2 separate regions of the Mus musculus genome follow, and region 2 is linked to region 1. A link is a contact called in public Micro-C data. All regions are on one chromosome and are shown on one strand. Each heading gives the region's core, a stretch centred on a gene start, on an enhancer-like site or on the middle of the called end of the contact. The rest is flanking DNA. Distances are from core to core; before and after follow the strand shown. Region 1 has its middle 8.1 kb from the start of Gm41940. Region 2 holds the start of Insig2 (insulin induced gene 2).

Region 1 (3,592 bases), core at 57-2,556:
AAGGCTTCTTTGTCACCAGGACTTCATGACCTGAGTTTGATCCCTGGGACTGGGACCCACAGGGTGGAAAATTTACTCAATCTCTCTCTCTCTCTCTCTCTCTCTCTCTCTCTCTCTCTCTCTCTCTCTCTCTCTCTCTCTCCTAATTACCTGTTTCACCTTGAGTTCAGGGCACTCTAACACCCAAACCCACTGCACCTGCTCTAAGTGTCCCCAGAGTCTCCAGTCTTACAGACTGACACAAATCTGTTGGGCTCTGACAGGATCCACTTGTGTTCTCTGTGGTCTTCATTCTCATCTCTATTCAAGTTTTGGTGTTAAGACAACAGCAGCAAACATTTTTTTTAATGGGCTTGAATAAAAATGAGAGACATGACCTTTGACGAATCAGATGTTTGCGCTTACATTTGGGTCATACCCTCAAAGCACGGGGACTTGAAAGATGGCTCGGTTAAGAGATCACCATGGAAACATGAACCTGGGTTCCTTCCCAGGACCCCATGTAAAATACTGGGTATGATGGCACATACTTGCAGTCCTGGTGCTGGGGAGACAGAGTTGGGCAGATCCCTGAGGCTCTCAGGCCAGCCAGCCTAGCCTACTTGGTGAGTTCTATACCAGCAAGAGACCTTACCTGAAAGGAGGTAGCTGGGGTTCTTGAAGATGACACCCAAAGTTGTTTGCTGGCTTACATACCCACACAAACACATACACACATCCTACACATGCATACCTACACATGTACACACACTCACACAAAAACACGGTGCTTGAGACCAGGTGTGGAGATACATGGTTCTAACTGATGCATGGAGGAGGAGGCTAAGGCAGGCAGAGCTCCGTGAGTTCAAGGCCCGCAGCAGGGTTACATTGTGAGGGGATGGGAAGGGTTGGAAGATGGCTCATTGTTGTGCAAGCATGAAAACCTGAGTTAGGCTCCCCAGATCCATATAAAAAGCAGGATATAGTCACACATTGGCCTGTAATCGCAGTGTTGTGGGAGGCAGAGAGGGAGCATCTGTGGGCTTGTTGCTAGCCAACCTAGTTCCAAGTTCAGTGGATGACACTATCACAAGTGATAAAGCAGGACACCCAATGCCCTCCTCTGGCCTCTACACATACATACATGTACATACACACCTCCACTACATACACACGCACACACACACAGAGGCAGAGGACATGAACCAATCAAGAAGCAGACTATGAAGATCCAATCAAATTCCATCCCTTTCACAGGTCCTAACCTCCAGCATGTTGGAGCACTTCTTCTACATGTTACAAAATTCAAAGGGGAAAATCCAGTCAGGTCTCATCCGAACGCCCCAGCTTCTTGAGCTATCCATCCATGCCATACAGGATCACCAAGCCGCCCCTGTGGCACAGTCTGCCGGACAGTCACATCCTTTAAGCATAACAGTGCTTTGCAGAAGAGTTTCACTTTGATGAAAATGTGGATCACCATATTTAATCAATCAGGCTGATTGACAACAGCAACTGTTGATTCCTGCAGCGGATGCTGCTGTTCCCTCATTCTTATTCCAGTTTCATTTCTCAATCAAAGCCATGTGTAAAAAACGTAATGTGCTGCCAAGGCAGTGTAATAAAACCTCGGCTGAAACGCACACCAGGCTCGACAGAAACTGATAACTCTGAGTGTGGGAAAAGTTAAGTTTGGAAAAATCACTTATGACAACCCGGGCGTTGGAGTTTTATGGAGAAGAGATGCATCGTCTCCCCATCTCGAGGTTGAATGGGCCAAATTCATGGGTTTGTCCTGAAATGGAAAATAATCATTGTGAAAGCAATGTTTTTCAAAAGCTGGCAGAAGCAGCTTTTTAAAACAGCCTAGAAATCATCCTTAAAATTGGCCGAGTTTGTTTGAGAGCCACGGTTGGCGTCGTGGGGTAATAAATTGGGACTTAGCAGCATTGTTTTTTATGGTGGGACACACTGCTAAAAAGATGATGTATCGCCGGCCATCACCCATAGAACCAGCAGCTTTCAAAGTTAATGATTCATAGAAGAATAAAGGTAACCTAATTATAGGAGTGCGGTGGACAGAGCCCACTTACTGTACTCAAATTCTGAATTCCTGCAGATGGTTAGCAACTGAGGGAATCACACACACACACACACACACACACACACACACTTACTTCTATAATGCTGAGTTAAATATCAGCAGTGTGACTTCCTTCAAAAGACAATAGATCTACAGCCCAGGGATCTGCAAGTGACATGGATTCCTTCTACACAGGACCATATTCAGAAATGGAATATATATATGTGTGTAGGACCATATTCAGAAATGGAATATATATATATATATGTGTGTGTGTGTGTGTGTGTGTGTGTGTGTGTGTGTGTATACACACACACACACTATATCCAATAACATAATTCCAGTTTCCTGGGAACTTTGGAACCACTAGGCCAAAGAAATAGATAGGCTAACTACAGAACCTCGCCTCTCCCTCTGCTCCTTTAAATTCAACCCCTCAGTCTTATCCCCAGCTTTGTGGCAGCCTCCCTGCTACAGCCTCCCTTCCCTGACCCACATCTCCAGTGAATCACACAGGTCTTCCACTACAAGCTTCATTGTTTTATCCCAGGCTCCAACTTCAGCAGGCGTTCCCTGGGAACCCACAGACCACTCTGGCCATGGAAGTAAGTAGGCTAACTTATCTTCTCCTCTCCCTCAATTCTTCCAAGTCTCACCCAGATCTCATCCCCAGATCTGTAGCAGAACATCTACTGTTTCCCTTTCCTCTCTGATCCCTATCTCCAATGGACAACTTAGATCTTCTCTCCCAACTGTCCTTCCCAAAACTCATTCCATAATCCCAGCCTCGACTCCAGCAGGCATCCCCTGGGAACCTGTAGGCCACTTCAGTTAGGGAAGCAGAAAGAGTAACTGCAGATCTTCACTGTTCCCTCCTCTCCTCCAAATCAAATGCTCTATTCTAAGCCCAACTCTGCAGCAGACTATCTGCTGTGGGTTGGACATTGGGGTGGAGGGATGGTGGATAGGGTGTGGGGGAGGATTGCCAGCCAGACATGGAGGAAGGAATAGGAGCCCAGACTAATTTTGTATGAGAGAGGTAACCAGCCACATGGCAGGACATGGAGCAGAATAGTCAGGTTAATTTGAGACTAGCTAGCTGAGATGTACCCAGCTAAGGCCTAAGCATTCATAAATATATATAAGTCTCTGTGTCATTATTGGGCAGCTGGCGGGGGAGACAGTCCTGTGATAGTAGAAGGGAGAATCTCAGACATTGAAGACACAAAAAGAAAAAATGGATATCTCTACCACAGAAAAAATGTTACATCTAAAACAAACAGACAAACGAACAAACAGAAAACATCCTAGCATAAAACATCCAGAAAATCTGGGACATTGTGAAAAGACCAAATCTAAGAACAATAGATATAGAAGAAAACAAAACCAAGGTCAAAGGCACAGAAAATAGTTTCGACAAAGTCATAGAAGAAAAGTTCCCTCAGCTAAACAAAAGGATCCCCATCAAGAAGCATGAAGAACACCAAATAAACTGGACCAGTAGAGAAAATCCTCCTGACACACATA
Region 2 (3,482 bases), core at 250-2,749, 74 kb after region 1:
ATTTCCCCGAATACAAAACGACTCATAGATTGGTCATTTCATAATAGATGCGAGCTGAATACTATGAAAACAAGTAATATCAGCGGTTACAAATCCAGAAAAAACGATGGAGGAAGAAAACATCAGTCATTGTTTTTCCCCCGCAGGTCATTAATTAACAGGGGACACCCCTTTATTCATTTTCATTCAGTAGTTCACTGTCTGGGCCAAACCCCAAAGCTAGGGGGGAAGGGGGGGCAGAGAGGAAGCCCCGCATGGAAGCCTTGGTTTTTTTTTTTTGTTTTGTTTTGTTTTGTTTTGTTTTAATCCAGAACTGGAGACTGTCTTTCATTGCTGTGGTCACTGAAACCAGCCAACATAAGTGTCCCAACAGTCAACTCAATTTGCTCTTTCTCCAAGAATTTCCTCATCAATCCTACAAAACAGTAAACACTTCGGGGTATCTATTTCACCCAACGACATAGTTCACACTACCCGTGAACAACTTTTCACTTAAGTTTTAACTCCTTTCGTGTCCCTAAACGCCATCCTCAGCAAAGCACTGTTTTCCTTTACCAGCCGGCTCATCCCCAAAGAACGACGCTAAAGCCCCACTTACTATCACCAACCGACTTCTAGGCCCTGGCAACAACTGCTTGGCAGCACCCACTGATACATACCTAAAAGGTATTCACTTCCGATTCACAATCCCTACTCTTCAACTCAGGAGTCCTCTTATTTCGGTAGATTCTAAACTTCCTACGGTTATGTACCTAATTTCCATCCATCTCCCATACAAGCCTGAGTCTTCCTCCCAGACTACAAGGCACCGAGTCCGGGCAGGTGTACACTAGACAGCTGGCCCATCTCTGTCCCCAAACAGACCTCCAGGGTCGCCCTTTCCGCTGTCCTCCAGCCTTCTTCCACTCTGACAGTCTTCCACTGTCCAGGGACCTCGGCATCCCCCAAAGCCTGTCCCTCTATGAGCCCGCTGGTTTTTCCCTAGATCTCGCTGACCTCTCTCCAGGTAAGCCGGGGACCCCTCGCCCCAGCAGGCCCCACCTGCGGGTCCTGGATCCCCCAACACCAGCTAGGAGTGTTGCCAGCCTGCGACGTTAAAACATAAACAGCTCCTCTTCCCAAAAGCCACCGCCGTCCTCGAGCCGTCCCCGGCCAAATAAGCTCACCTGAGCTCTGCCCGGAGACCCCCAGTTCACCCCCGCCTCCGCCATCTTCAGGGACCGGCCCCCGACCTACTCCCCTCCCACAGCTCCGCCTGAGCCGCACTGCGCCTGCGCCGCCCGGCGGCTTCACGCTGACGGTAGGGGCAGAGGAGCTTCCGGTTGCCTCTGCGCGCACTGCCTCCGCTCTGCGGAGACGGGGCAAAAGGACTTCCGGTGTGCCGGGCACTCCGGGCTGGAAGGAGGTGGGGACCCTGTCTGGGAGGAGGAGAGGCTGCGAAATCAGCTGTTGTTGGTGCCCTCGGGAGTCAGAGGTTCTGGATGGGCATCTGGACTCTGTGGGCGGAGTGAGGGACTCGTGCGCGCACGCACGCGCAGCCCGAGACTCCACCCTCTGCGTGGGCCGCAGTTGCCAGCCGGGTGACAGGCTCCACGGTTGTCGCCTGCAACTTCTTCCCGCCTTGGAGTGTGCCTCAGTATCCTTTCTGAATACGGATTAAAGGCAGCTCTTTGCATCAGCTCTCGAGAGACTTGGGTCAAAGACCAAGCAACACAAAACCTTATCACCTCTGTTACTGTCAAAATTTGACTTAAAGCGCTTCCTTCTTGAGACAGGGTCACACAGTGTATGTAGCCTTAGCCGGTCTGAAGCTACCCAGGTAGACCAGGCAGACCTCGAGAGCTACTTGTCTCTGCTTCCTCAGTGCTAGGATCAGAAGTGTGCGCCACCACGCCCAGCTAAGACCTTCCTTTTAGAACTGGAAACCATAATTAAGAGAATGGATAGTGTGCACGTTGGAGATGGTGCAGATGAGCTGTTGTTTTGGATGGAAAATGGTACAGAGAAGTTTTGTTTTCTTTATTCCTTGAAGATTTTAAGGACTTGAAGTTCGAGTGGGGAAGTGGAGTGCGAATCCGGGAGATGTGTCAGGGAAGTGGGGAGTAAATATAAAAATGCATTGTATGAAGTCCTTAAGGACTCTTTTTTTTTTTTTTTAAAGAAAAATTTCATACATATACAATACGTTTTGATCATTTTTCCTGCCCACCACTACATTCCTCTACAGAGTGTTTTTAAAGGCTAATAAGTGGCTTGATTACCACCTCTGGGCTGTTCACTATATCATCTTTTGGGGAGCTTAGCCAAAAATATATTATGCTTGTGGTCTGATTGCATTGGTCTTAAGGAGAGTTTTGTAGGAACTATGGGCCTAAAGTAATTGCTATAATTTAGCAAGAGAATGTCATTTGGTTAAATGCCTTTGTTTTCATTTACTTTGAACTAACAATCAGATGCATCTTTAACAGTTTCTGATCATTTTATCAACACATTTATTTCTTAAAAATAAGAGAAACTAAACTTGGACCAAAAGACTCAGCATGTAATAATATGGCTTTTCATGTATTTCTAATGGTTTTTGTCTAGCTAATCTTAAATTTAATTCCTGCAGGTTTTTATGCATAGTAATTGAAAGCCTAGGCTAATTATGCTGCACAGATGAAGAGTTTTATAAGGAAAAATAAAAATACACATGGGATAACCCATATTATCCATGATATGATATTTTTGTCAACTTGGCAGGATTGAGAATCGCTATGGGAATACCTCTGGGTGTATGTCTGAGGGATGTTTCTAGAAACATTTCAGGAAAGAAGGAAGGAAGAAGCACATGGATGTGAGCAGCCCCAATGGGGTCAAGAGCTGAATAAAAAAGAGAAAGCTCACTGAGCATCAACACTCCTCTCAGTTTCCTGTTTCTTTCCTGTCTCTTCAGTCAGTGTGACCTCACTCTCGCCTCCATGCCTTAGCTATGGTGATGGCCTGTGTCCTTCCTTAATGGGAGCCAAAATAAACCCATCCTCCCTCAAGTCCTTTTGCCAAGCATTTGTTTTTCACAGCAACATGAAAATCCAGAACAAACTGATGTCAGGGTATGACTTAAGAGGGCGGTGAGATCATATTTATTTTGGCTTACTTTAAAGTTGGTTCTGTGCCATTGGACTGCTGGTGAAGACTTTTTGAAAGTTCAGTTGTGTCTCAGCACTGACTCCATATGTGAAGTCAGGTCCAATTGGTCCTTTTTTTCTAGGTTTTTCTTTTTATAGATATGAAGTAAAATAGTGAACCTGCTAATTTTTAAAGTCCTTTTAACCACTAGAAATATCAGTGATTTGATAGTTCTGCTGTTGCCCTGCCCCAATAATACTTCTTGTTTGTTCTTTCAATGAGAGAGACCATTGGGCAAATTAGAAAGAATAAACACTGCAGCTAAATATAAGCAAACATCCACAGAAGTCACTGGGCTGCTTTTACTTCCCTAA

What was found. Hi-C and Micro-C count contacts between places; a contact is called where the count stands out from the background.
Region 2: a Micro-C map of muscle stem cells shows a contact between it and region 1, with 2.6 times the contacts expected there. The contact joins the promoter of Insig2 here to the enhancer-like site in region 1. A contact is called at or near these places in 2 of 39 promoter capture datasets (the 3T3-L1 cell line and macrophages), 2 of 15 datasets of contacts at CTCF or cohesin (the NIH/3T3 cell line and pro-B cells), 20 of 484 Hi-C or Micro-C datasets (the Ba/F3 cell line, the C2C12 cell line, the HPC-5 cell line and 15 more), 5 of 115 datasets of contacts at active chromatin or transcription factors (bone marrow-derived macrophages, embryonic hindbrain, embryonic limb bud and 1 more) and 4 of 9 other capture datasets (adipose tissue, liver, macrophages and 1 more).

What each region holds. Positions count from the first base shown.
Region 1 is chr1:121,252,800-121,256,391 of GRCm38.p6, forward strand. No RefSeq gene overlaps it. Among named protein-coding and RNA genes, the nearest start is that of Gm41940, 8.1 kb to the left of the region's middle. Within about 2 kb of position 1,307, at least 4 of the 459 cell types and tissues checked have an H3K27ac peak or open chromatin away from gene starts, as enhancers often do. A contact at or near this core is called in muscle stem cells, where this site is marked.
Region 2 is chr1:121,326,525-121,330,006 of GRCm38.p6, forward strand. It overlaps Insig2 (insulin induced gene 2), which reads right to left and starts at 1,500. Exons shown (of 6, transcript NM_133748.2): 1 at 1,167-1,500.